2 separate regions of the Zea mays genome follow, and region 1 is linked to region 2. The links are chromatin contacts, called in public Hi-C maps. All regions are on one chromosome and are shown on one strand. Each heading gives the region's core, a stretch centred on a gene start, on an enhancer-like site or on the middle of the called end of the contact. The rest is flanking DNA. Distances are from core to core; before and after follow the strand shown. Region 1 holds the start of LOC100280090. Region 2 holds the start of LOC103651662.

Region 1 (5,861 bases), core at 2,105-4,604, 140 kb before region 2:
GCTGAGTTGACTGTCCCAAGAATCCTATGGACCCAGCGATAAATGACAAGCTGGTACACTAGAAGACTAGCGCCTGAAAATGAAATGGAGGGAGGAAATTAAAAACCCAGTTATAAAGAGAATGGAAGGAGAAATCCATATCAGTGTCTATACATACATAAATACTGCAAAAATCCACCTTCGAGATTCATGAAAAAAAATGTTTCGAAAAGAGATCCATGGAAAAAAATTCACCAATGGATCCAAGGGCAGAGGGATGGAGTACGTTGTACGTACCTGCCATAGCAAGAACCTGACCAGTATCTTCAGTCGAGAAGCTAAGGCCGCCATACTTCCGGTCGCTCACAGCCCATAAGGAAAGTATCTGGTGTTGAGAGCAAGATGAAATTAGGTAGTTAATTAAAGCAGTACTAGACAGACAAAAAACAAGATGTTTGAACTCATGAGGAATACAGGCTTACTGAGCATCATTCGAAACTAAAAACACCCCACTGAGCATCAGTTTGCTAAACAAGACAGGGATTCTGAGAAAACTACGTTTTTTTTCTTTTTGTACCTCACTATATGCTGTGTCATGAAGACTGAAAAAGCAGTAAGGTAGCAGGGTTGATATCCAAGGCCTGTTCTGGAGCAAGCTCTTCTTCTTGCGAGGTGGATCGCAATAGCCCTCTTTTGACGACAGGGCTTTGAATGCTTTGGTGTCCATTTCGGGAACCTTATGCTTGTGTATAGTCTCCTGTGATACAGTCAAAGTGATATTTTGTAAGAATATTTAGCTTAAAAGGGTGCCTTGAATCGTTCTTGGTCGCTGCTGCTTAGAGACGAGGACGCGAGGACCGATCTGAACAGGGCATGCCGCTTATTGGAGTCGGTCGTTATGGAGGTGTTCGCTAAGTTTGGGTGGAAGTTCTCAAATAGAATTGCGGCCTAGTCGTCTAGCTGTCTTGGGTAAACTTGGTTTTTTGAGTCTGTTTGTGAGCCTAAGCGCTTGTTGGATGTATCGATACGCTGTGTACGCTGTCTTGGATGGTGTAGAGGCTGGGACCTTATTTCTGTTCCATTATCTAAAAAAAAAGGGTGCCTTGAATGATAGTACTATTTATTGTTTTGCCAGTGTACAGTAGAAATACATGGCAAGCATATTTTTCTACGAAAATGACAATGTCCTGTAATATATTCAGACGAGTAGCAGTGTTAGTGATTTCCAAAGGAATAAAATTTAAACCATCATGGCTTTTGTGTAGGCTAAAGAGTGTTGATACATACCGGAAGCCACTCACAGCTTATCAGGACAAGTGTAGCAAACGCTGATACACTTAGACAGGGCAAAAGGTATGGAAATCTGCATTGTGCATCACTAGTTCTTGTCAAAAAAAAAAATGCGCTTCACTAATTCCTAGCAATTTGTAGTACTGAAATGGTCAACAAAGGTTGGTACCTGCCAAATACAGAGTCTTTGGAAAACACGTGAGGATATTTCTCAGCTGGCTGCGGGGGAAAAAAAGGAGACTGCAGTAAGAAAACAAGACTTTCTTTCTTTCTTTTTTCCTTCAAAAATTCCATTTCTTTCTCTTTTGAACAGCCGCTGGTTGGTACCTGCGAAAGGTAGCCTCCAAGAGCTGGACCAACAATGAGACCCAGAGCCCATGCCGTGTTCACCTACGTACGCGGCCGAAGCACATGCACTCAGCAGTTAGACTGATCTTGAAAAAAAAACGGAAGAGTTGTTTATTAAACGATGAAGAGCTCGGTCGTTGATGAGATTATTACAAGCGAGAGTCCAAGCGCCTGGTGCTGGGTCTGGCAAACTTCAACGCAGTACGCCTGAAATTGTTCGTAGACATATACATACATACATACATACATACATACAGACGCAACTGAATTCGATCAGATTCAGCATGCATGCAAACTTCTTCTTTTTCCAAATAAACACACGAGTTAATGTAGCAGACGAGATGAGTTCTTGCTGAAACACCGGACCCTGACCTTTATCGGGGCGAGCAGGCCGTTGAGAGCGCCCAGCACGAGCCTCGTGGCGATCGCCATCCAGTACGTCGTGCTCAGACCAAACAGCGCGCTGAATACGACCCTGCAATATAATGCATCGGTAATAGAAATCCAGATTAATTTCTGATAGATAGATGATCTGACGATACGTACGTACACGGACAGTATCGAAAACGTGATGACAGGCTTCCGTCCAACGCGGTCTGCGATGACGCCCCAGAAGATGGAAGAGAAGCCTCTGCCCACCATGTACGACGCAGCTGCAGTTCATGGGATGGGGGGAGACGGCAGTCAGTACATTGTATCTTGTTTTGACCATGTTCAGATTGCAGACCAGTGGTCAGTGAGGCGAGAAGCATATACCAAGAAAACCAGCATAGAATCCGATGTCTTCCTCTGTTTCAGCGACGCGGAAGTCCCTTACCTGTGTCAGAAGTTAGGAGTGGATCACCACCGATGAGCATGAGCTAGACAGCACAATGCTCCATTTTTAAGTTAATGGCGAGCGTCCGTCGACATCAGTTTGAATGGCTTGAGGTTCAGTTCAGGCCGAGCAAACTGCTTGGGTGCAGTAAGTGAGAGAGAGAGAGGACAATGGCGTACCATGAAATACAAGAAGGGGAAGAGGCACGTGATCGGTAAAGCTGGGAAAAGAAGGCACAAACGGAATAAAGAAAAAAACAAGTCAGATCCAGATCAAACCAGAAAGCTAGTGAAAAGCTAGTGAAGAAGCACGTGCGGGGTAGGTTGATGCATTATTTGCATGCACGGATGCAGATCCATCTGAAAGGTAGGCAATGCAAACAAGCTGCTGGGCCGGCGCCGGCCTAGCTAATTTCTTTCAGGAACAATTCCCTCTTCCTCTTTGTTTCAGGAAATAATTTGTCCTAGCTGTTTTTGGGATCTTGGCAGCGGTGCTTTTGCCAACATTCTATGTATGCATGCATGTTAGGCGTTTGAGGTCCCGCCGCCATTGCCATCGTATAACGACCGAGCTAGCTAGCTAGCTAGCTTATTAGGTGTAATTAAACTGTGTGGATATGTAAATTAATTTGCATACCATGGTGTGATTGCATGATTGGTGAAGAAGAAGAAGGGGGAAGTAAACCAAATCCAGTCGATGACCAGATGGCATTATACTGTTTGGGTAGAGATGTCTACGTGCGTCGTACCTGAGGCGAGGGAGGTGGCGGCGACGAAGAACAGCTCCCTGTAGGGGATCCTGCCGTTGCTGCTCGCCTTCCGCCGCTCCATCACGCACCCGGGGCAACCCTCCTCCACCGCCGGCACCAGCAGCGCCGCTTCCTCGTCGCTGCCCATCCTACTGATGAAGCTAGCTGTCTATCTCTATCTCTATGAAGGCCCCTCTATCTCAATGTGTGTCTATATATAGGGAAGGGTATGCTCTGCTCTGCGCCTCTGCCGGGTGTGATTGGTAGTCAGGTGCATGCCTCCTCTAGTCTAGCTCTATCCTGGTTGGGTACACATGAGGCTGCGCAAGCTCAGCAGTACCAGCGTGCATATATACAAGACAATTCATGAGCATTAATCATCTTTGCCAGGATTTGAGTTGTTGTACTTAGTATCAAATAGAGCAATTTAATACCTATAAATTTTGTCGATTGAGCACACTTTAGACCAGTTTATTATATATACTTATATAAATTATGCTAGACGATGTAAATATTTATACAATGCGGTACACTACGAAAAAATCTGTCACGTTGTTCACTGGTGGATGTATCTCCAAGTTCGAGCGTAAAAACCTTAAGTTTTGAGCATAAAACCCCTCAATTATAAGCGTAAATACCGAGCCAACGTGGGGGGTTTATAGCTATAGTGAGTTGTAATTACGATCCTATTTTTATGGCATATTCGAAAAATATGGGAGTCGCATGCATGCAGTTTCTATTTTTATACAGATCAAAAAATGTGGCAAAACGTGGGAGTTTTCATTGCGTGCACGCAAATTTTGGATTATATTTTTCTTTCCAGTGCACACGCGCAAAAAAATTGGATAACATGAGTCACACAAAGCATAAATTCTTATACGTCACATAAATACTTACACCGTGTACCATACTTGATAAAAAACCTAAAATCGGTCAAACTAAGAACGCCAATGAAAATTAGGGACAATTTTATGGCAGACGTAAAAATCTAGCATTTACCAACATAAGTGATTTAATTTGATTTTTTATGATAATTACGGACATGCGGAAATTAGGGATAGTTTTATGGCAGACGTACAAATCTGACATTTACGAACATAAATGATTTGATTTGATTTGTTTATGGTAATTACGAACAACATAAATCAAGGAATTGTCTTTTCAATGTGCATGCAAAAAATATGCATGCATTACACTGATATACGAACTCCGTGTTTAAGTATAAAATCATACAGTTTTTAGCGTAAATAATACATGTTGTAGGCATAAAACACAATAATCGAAAAGAAAACACGAATCAGAGGAGGTAGTCGTCGGAGTACGTCGTCGACAACACAAGCACAGATATAGGTCGTCACTTGGGCCGCCCAAACGCGCCGGATAAGAGGATGTCACGCGCGATCGTCACTGCGCGCACCTCGCGCCTCGTGCTTCACCATCGCTACTTGCACGTCGAGGGGCGCCGCTTGCTCGCCAGACTTGGAAGTGCCGCCGCCTCGAGACCCCGGGGACGCCACCGCTTGCCTGCACAAGGGCCTCGTCATCGCTCGCCCCTCTGGATCGGGGAGCCGCCGCCACTACTCCGGAACGAGAAACCGTCGCCATCGCGCGTCGAGGTCAGAGAACTGCGTCCACCGCAGCCACCGGTCGGGGTGCCACCGCCCCGCGCGCTCTCGGGCAACCGCCGTCGTCGCTAATGAATCAGGATGAGGCGTGAAAAATTGAAACCTAGCACTCCGGATCTTACTTTATAGACGTCCGGACCTGGTCCGGCTCGACTGGATTGCATCGTCCGACCTGAGCTTTCTCTAGTTATTGGAAGCATAGAGCTCGTAATATGCAATATATATATATATGGAATTGATGTAACACAACTAACTTTAATTTGGGAGTTAAATAGATTTTTTAAATTTATTTATTCGAGTGAATTATTATTTTTGCATCCATGGAAGTATTTTTTGAATAGATAAAATAAATTATATGAAATTTAATTTGCATTTCATGATGTTTTTATTGTGGTTTTTGGGATTTGAACATTGTCTGAATTTGGGTTTGATACTAAAAATAAAGAAGAAGAAAAGTAAAAATATAAAAGGAAAAGAAAAAAAAATGAGTACTTATATGTGCTTGCGCCAGTGTATAGATAGCAATGGATACCCGAACTTGTATACCCGACAGATTTTACTCGACATAAAGGCATACATAGGTTAAATTCTTTATTTGTTGGTTCATTAATAAACACAATATTTTACCTGTCAGGTAGACAGGTGCGGGTACGTTATGTACTACCCATACCCGCATACACATGTGTAATTTAGATCCGTCTCATCCATATATATAATCTACTTAATTAAGTACAAATAAATATATATTAGTGAAAAATATGACTAAATTGCATGTTTTTACATTATTTGTTATTTTTCTTCTTTCATGTACACACATTTTATGTACACACATTTGATGATTTATAAGTGTAAATGCACCATATATTTATTAGATTTATGTTATTTAATACATGTTTAGCATGTATCTAATCGGGTTTAGGTTACCCGACAGTTTTTTTACCCATGTTGGTGCAACATGTATATGTACAATTTCATACACGCGAGCGACTATGAGTTTTTTTTACGGTTATGATTTTATCTTGTGGATACAGGTACGGGTAAGCGTACCTATTAT
Region 2 (6,436 bases), core at 329-2,828:
CGGCACTAGTCCATTATCTGCGTCAGTGGTGAGGGCTTGGGGTATGGACGCTAGTTCAACAGGGACGAGAAGTCAAAGAGGTGCGCCGGTACTTATACACGGAGGAGAGGGTCAAAGTGATTGCACGACCCGAGCTATCCCCCGCGATTTGCGTCCCCCAGCTTCGGCGCCCACGATTTTGTTGCCGCGAAGACCGAGTCGGTGAAGAAGACGGGTCTGCCAACGCGGCCCCACTTGGCGGTGAAACACGGCGCGAGCATCCGTTAATGGATGGGCTATCCAGTTGGCCTAGGTCGCCAGCGATTAACCCCGCGCACCAGTGCGAGCGAGCTGAGCAGTGGGGCCCACATGCAAGTCACCAGGCGCGCGTGCGACTGAGTCAAGCTAGTGGGTCGCGGAAGAGAAGGAAAGAGGAGATGGGCCAAAATGGGGTGCTGAGGCCCGGTTAGAGGTTTTATTCATTTCCCTTTTATATTTTTACTTTCTCTTTTCCTTTCTCTCTTAATTTTCTTAATTTCGAATCCCCATTTGAATTTCAAACTTGAGGTAAATTTGTACTTAGATTAATTATTCACCTTGAAACTACTAGTGTGGTATTTACTCATTTATGAATTTATTTTGTATTTTATGGTATTTCTTTCTCCTTCTCCATTTAAATCTCAAATTCAAATCTAGGGTTTAATCTAAATCGTCTACTCATTGTACTATCTTTATTCATGTTATTTTTTCGAATGCACAAACAAAAATCCAATATGATGCAATGATTTATTTGTGTCTTAGTAAGGATTTACTCATTTTTAAACATGATCAGTCACATGTGATGATAAGTAATGGTCGCCAAACATTGAGATCAACACCATTTTCATGGTTTACATATTTGGGTATTACAGAAAGTTTATGGAATTAACTTTAATAGTCAAGGAAATTTTATGTTCCATTCTATCTTTACAATTAACTATCTGCACACTAATTGTTTAATAACCAACAAAATTTATGTTTTATAAATTCAGATGTTGTTTTCCATCATAACCTGAAATGCCATGGCACCTAAGTCTACCTTACCAATTGATTTATCACTCTAATTAACTACCTTTTTCTGTAATAAATATGTCTTATGCAATGATGTTATTCACTTTGGGTGTACATCTCGAAGATATGCATCGCAAAAATGTTTTCCCCGTCGTAACATAATTGATAGTTACATCTCTATCAATTTAATTTAACAATTACTTCTATTATTTTTTATTATTAATTCTTGCTATAATAATGATGGGTTACGTCTTAAGGTATTTGGCAAAACAATAATTTTGAATGACATTTGTCTTGGTACTTTGTTAACTCTATAAACTTAGGAGTTATAGGATCACATATGTTCCTGCTCGTTTTCACAATCCAAGTAATATAGTTGGAAGATTGTTATTTTGTTTTTAGATCACAATTTCCTGTGATTGTTTGTGATAATCATTTGTAAACTGAAAACCCACCTTTCTCACTACCAAATGCCTTCAAAGAAACAAATTAACCTCGCGCGCATCCTGGACGCTAGCTACTAGTTTTGATTCATAGTCTGCACCAGCTCTTATTCCCCTTCTGACTGTATCCAAGACAGTTAAAAGCTTGACATCCCCAGACAAAACCATAAAACATAAAGCACTTCATCCTGTCTCTCTCACTCGCGCGTAGGTACCGCGGCGGAGCCACCTGAACGTTTTGACAGCAGCATTTCATCCTGTCTCGTTCGTCTTCTCCCACGCTCCGCGCTAGGCTTCTCTCACTCGCGTCCGGGCGACCCGCCCGATCAGGGATGGTGGAGGAGGCGGGCGACACGGCGCAGCCCCAAATGCGGCTCAACCACGCAGCGGCGGAGGCCTCCTCTGCCGCCGGCCGTTCTTGGCGGCATCGGCCATGTCCGTTCCCGCGTCTTCCGGGCCATCCCGAACTACCTTCCGAGTCCGACTCCCATTGCCGCTCCGGGTTCGGTTTCCGACTCTCCAGGATAAGCATTGGCGGGGGCTTTATATACTCCCCCTCTTGCCCTCCATGATTCTCCATTGGCAGCCACGGAGCCCCCCAATTTCGCGTCGCGTGCTTGTTTCTGCCTGGTGTTGATTCCGCCTGCTCCGCTGCTCTGCCATTGGTGTGTGTCTCCGTCTAGTGCCGTCCGGCGAACCGTCCCGTCCGTGGAGTCGGGGCGCGGTGCTTCCCCTCTTGGTCCTCGCTCGCAATGGCGGATTGGAATCGACCGTGGGACGTGAATGCACATTGTGATCGCTCCGGCAGCGACCGGCGGCCTCCTCTGCCTCGGCCTGATAGCAGTACGGACGAGCTCCCCTCTTACTCCATTGCGATGCTACCAATTCGTGGTATTTTGGTTGCGATCGGATTTGAACTTGCTCCATGTCTAGATCTGGTCCTTGTTCTTTGTTTATCATATGGTTTGGATACTGATTCAATCAAGCTTAGGATCAAAGTTGAATTTGCCCTGTTGCTGTAGGCTTCCTCATGTACATGGACTGTTCTTTCCACTACGTCATGATATGATCTTTGCATGATTACCACATCTATTGGGTATAGACATTTTTTTTTTGTGGGGGGGTACGAATTGGGAGGACACTGCAATTGTGGGATAGCAGTGTTGTGCCAGTACAAGTGGGGATTCAAAACATCTATTTTGTAGGATCATGGATGATTGCAACAAATTTTTTTTATCTCTAGGATCTATTTTTAAATTTTACAATACTAATCAATCTAACTATAAGATAATTCTATTTATGTTCTTCCAGATCGCTGAATGCATTGCATCATGGAAATCTCTTGTCTTTCTGCATTGTTGTGCTGGTACCATGAATTATGATACCCATTTTTTCCCCATATGTGCAGGAGACAATTACTACCCAGTCCCATTATGGGAAAGAAAATTCTGCCGCAACGCTTACGGCATCCCTTGGAAGAAGTTCTGCGAAAAGAAGCAATTTATTGAATTATACAAAAACGTCATGGACTGGGACGATTCAGGAGCTTTGGAAAATTTTGAGGCTGCAAAGGAGAGGTTCAGGGCAAAGTATCATGGGGAACCTTTCGAGGATCCTTTGCTAGACCCTGATATGTACATCGACGAGATCGACCACCTATGCGAAGTCGACCCAGAGTTGGTAGCTGACCTGGATAAGGTACCTGACGTGGATAAGGTACTTGAGCAACAATTGGTAGCCAACTTGGGTTGTGAAGAGCCGGTTGCTGATCTGGTACCCATGGGTCACGGAGAACTGGGTGCCATTCCGACACCCACAGGTTGGGGAGAAGAGGATGCCATTCCGACACCCACAGGTTGGGGAGAAGAGGATGCCAATCTGGCACCCGTAGGTTGGGGAGAACCGGTTGCCAATGTGGCAGCCATTGGATGGGGAGAATCGGCCAGCCTGACACCTGATACTGCTTGGGAGGGCCGCAACTCTGGATGGAACTCTCCTCTGGATCAGCCGCAATGCACACCAAGCAACTGGAACGATAACTCCTATGGCGATAGATCATCCAACAATTGGTACCAGCAGGAAGTGGATCCGAGCCACATGCCATTTGGGACTAGAAGGAATTTGAATGGCGGCGGCCGCGGCAGTAGTTGCAGGAACTCGAACGGTGGCGTTGGCAACAGGAACAATAACCTCTATGGAGGTAGATCATCCAACACTCGGTACCAACAGGAGGTGGATCCGGGCCGCAACTCATCTGGGACTAGAAGGAAGCTGAATGGCGGTAGTGGCAACAGAAACAATAACTTCTATGGAGGTGGATCATCCAACAATAGGTACCAACAGGAGGTGGATCCGGGCCGCATGTCTCCTGGGGCTGGGAGGAAGCAGAATGGCGGTGGCCGTGGCTGCGGCCGCAGTGGCAGTAAGTGGAATGGTGGTGGTGGCAGCGGCTGGCAGCAGGGCCAGAGAGGAAGAAGGACCAGGGAGATGGAGTGGCGTCCGGTGCAGCACAAGAGGGATCCCCAAGATGACCCTGCCGCTTGATCTCGCCCGTCGTCTGTGCAGCCAGCCAGGGTTGCTCTTTTGCTTCGCTCTCTAGTATAATTAACTAGAACTAGTGATTGTAGTCTGTAGAGTCTCTATTAGGGTTCTCTTTTGTACTAACTACTAGAAAAAATAGCGCCCTATCGTGCGCCGTAGCAGTCTAAAATATATTGTAAGAAAGGTACTCCCTCCGTTTCTTTTTAGTTGTCGCTGGATAGTTCAATTTTACACTATCCAGCGACAACTAAAACGAAACGGAAGGAGTAACTTATATGTTGGCCCTTCTAATAAGAAGGATCGTATCACTGGAGTAGTGCCACATGTTATTATTAGTGGTTTATCTATCCTTTAATATGATGCAATTCTTTTTTTGGATCGTGATCTTGAAAAAAGGCACAAAAATTGGAACTGATGTTGTGTACTTTTGAACAAATCTCAAGTCTAAATAGCAACTTCCATAAAGGCGATATATTCATGTTTAGAGATGCCCAAAACGAAATCTAACACTGCACATTAGTACATTACTATTTCACTGCAAGTCTAGTGCTTCCCCGATGCATTATCTAGGTACACTTATATATTGTAGGAAAATAAGAAAAATGTAGACTGAAAAAGCATAAAGAAGCCCTTAGAAAAGCATATTAGAGGATGTTTTACATGGATAAACCTAAGTGGTGTTTATTTCAAAACTGCTGGACCTTATGTATCATTTATGAATGCGAGCATGTAGATTCTTCTGATCAAGTTTGACACATGTTGGCAAATCTGATTATCTAAAAAATGGGATACAACCCTATGCATGTATTTATAGATGACAGAAGTTGTGTACTGAAAATGAAGTCCAAAGATTTTAAAACTCATCGTATTCTCCTTTTCCATTTAAAAATCATCAGGCGAACACCCATCTTAATATCAAAGTTACAGAATTAGTTATGAGCTTGTATTTAGACATAATTTCCTAGGAAAAAAAACCAATACTATCAATGTTAATGCACTGAAAAAATAAAGAGAGAAAAATTGGGGGAAAACTACAGTTCATATTTGTACCCCAACAGATGACTGAATTCCATGAAGCACTCATGGCTTCAGTGCGATTTCTAAAATTTAAAAAGATATTTTTTGGTTTTGCTTCATCTGAGAGGAAACAACTTCACAGCTTGGTGCAGGAAAAGGTAATTTACAGCCTGTAACCAGCAATAAGCAATGATTCAGTTTAAATCAGTTTGAGATATTAAATAAAATTCATAAGTCCAGATTGATAAATGGATATGATTAAATGAAACAGAGAGAGCAAATACAGAAATAATTACCTTGAGAACTAAGAGATCATTATCCAAGTTAGCTCCCAAGTCACGGTGGTACTCCCATCTACATAAACCTGCATAACAAAGCTTCCTGAGCATGTAACACGGTAACACCACATCGCAGGAATTGTGTGGAGCAGAAGCCACCTTGTAGATTAGGATCTTGAGCAGCCCAAGTGCGCCATCTAGGCTGCAATCGGTCCACTACATGAGGAAGAGGAAGAAGTGGGCGTCGGGGTTGTACATCTAGAGATAGACCCCGTCGTAGTCCCTCGAGAAATCTGCTGCCCTGTGGAGTTTTTTGAGCGAGCAGTCAGCATGAGGGCCAGTCCACTAGTGTCAGGGAGCAGGTGTGCTCGTCTGCTCGACCATCGAGCGTCGGTGCCCATCATGCGTGCGGCATGAGCATGAAACGAGTCACAAGACTTGACATCAGAACTCAATCAAATCGCCGCTGTAACATACCCACCCACTGGAGCAACTTTATTTTGCTCCGGTTTGGGCCAGGAATCGGGCGGAGCCATTCCTTAGGCGGCATGGGGCGGTGTGTAGATCAAACTGCGGTAGGCGGCAGCTGCTGCAAGCGTGAAATCGAGGCGGCTGCGACGAAAACGGGGGAGCAAAGGCACTCACAGGGTGTTGGCGTGTTGGATGTCGGCCTCGAGCACCTTGAGCGAGTCCTTGAACGACTTGCGCATATGGAGGAGACGACCATCTCCTTCTCTTCCTCCTCCTCGCCGTGGCGTCCAGCTCCGTGTGGCTCCTCGTGCCCACAACCACCCACGCTTGAGTCTCCATCTATCGCCAAAACCACACCCACACCATGGAACCCAGCCGAAGCCTAGCTCCGTTCCACTTCACCACTGCTTGCCTCGCCTCCCTGCTTCCCCCACCTTTGCTTCTTGTTTGCTCCCTGCCCTCTGTTTGTATTGTATGAGGAGGAAGGCGACGGGGTGGGGAGCGAGAGCGACCCACCTACGCGCGGCCATGGAGGCGAGCCCGGTGGAGGGCAGCGCTTGCGGCTGCGTCGAGGGAAGAATAGGGTGGCGACAAGTGGAGGAAGAAGGCGGGGCAAGGTGGCGGTGCCACCGGCGACAGTGTGACCGGTCTGCGTGC

The links. A called contact is a pair of places that touch in the nucleus more often than the background predicts.
Region 1: a contact with region 2 is called in a Hi-C map of ear, with 3 times the contacts expected there. The contact joins the promoter of LOC100280090 here to the promoter of LOC103651662 in region 2. A contact is called at or near these places in 11 of 25 Hi-C or Micro-C datasets (bundle sheath, ear, endosperm and 4 more) and 1 of 3 datasets of contacts at active chromatin or transcription factors (leaf).

What each region holds. Positions count from the first base shown.
Region 1 is chr3:235,661,507-235,667,367 of Zm-B73-REFERENCE-NAM-5.0, reverse strand. LOC100280090 reads right to left here and starts at 3,354. Exons shown (of 17, transcript NM_001361021.1): 1 at 3,183-3,354; 2 at 2,614-2,654; 3 at 2,374-2,434; 4 at 2,168-2,270; 5 at 1,990-2,092; 6 at 1,771-1,824; 7 at 1,597-1,659; 8 at 1,439-1,488; 9 at 1,267-1,342; 10 at 557-736; 11 at 277-364; 12 at 1-73. The coding sequence starts at 3,330.
Region 2 is chr3:235,517,882-235,524,317 of Zm-B73-REFERENCE-NAM-5.0, reverse strand. It overlaps LOC103651662, which reads left to right and starts at 1,578. Exons shown (of 2, transcript XM_008677351.3): 1 at 1,578-2,315; 2 at 2,881-4,391. The coding sequence starts at 2,225. The coding sequence ends at 4,016. LOC103651661 reads right to left here. Exons shown (of 4, transcript XM_008677350.2): 1 at 5,954-6,436; 2 at 5,468-5,609; 3 at 5,327-5,394; 4 at 4,865-5,113. The coding sequence starts at 6,118. The coding sequence ends at 5,102.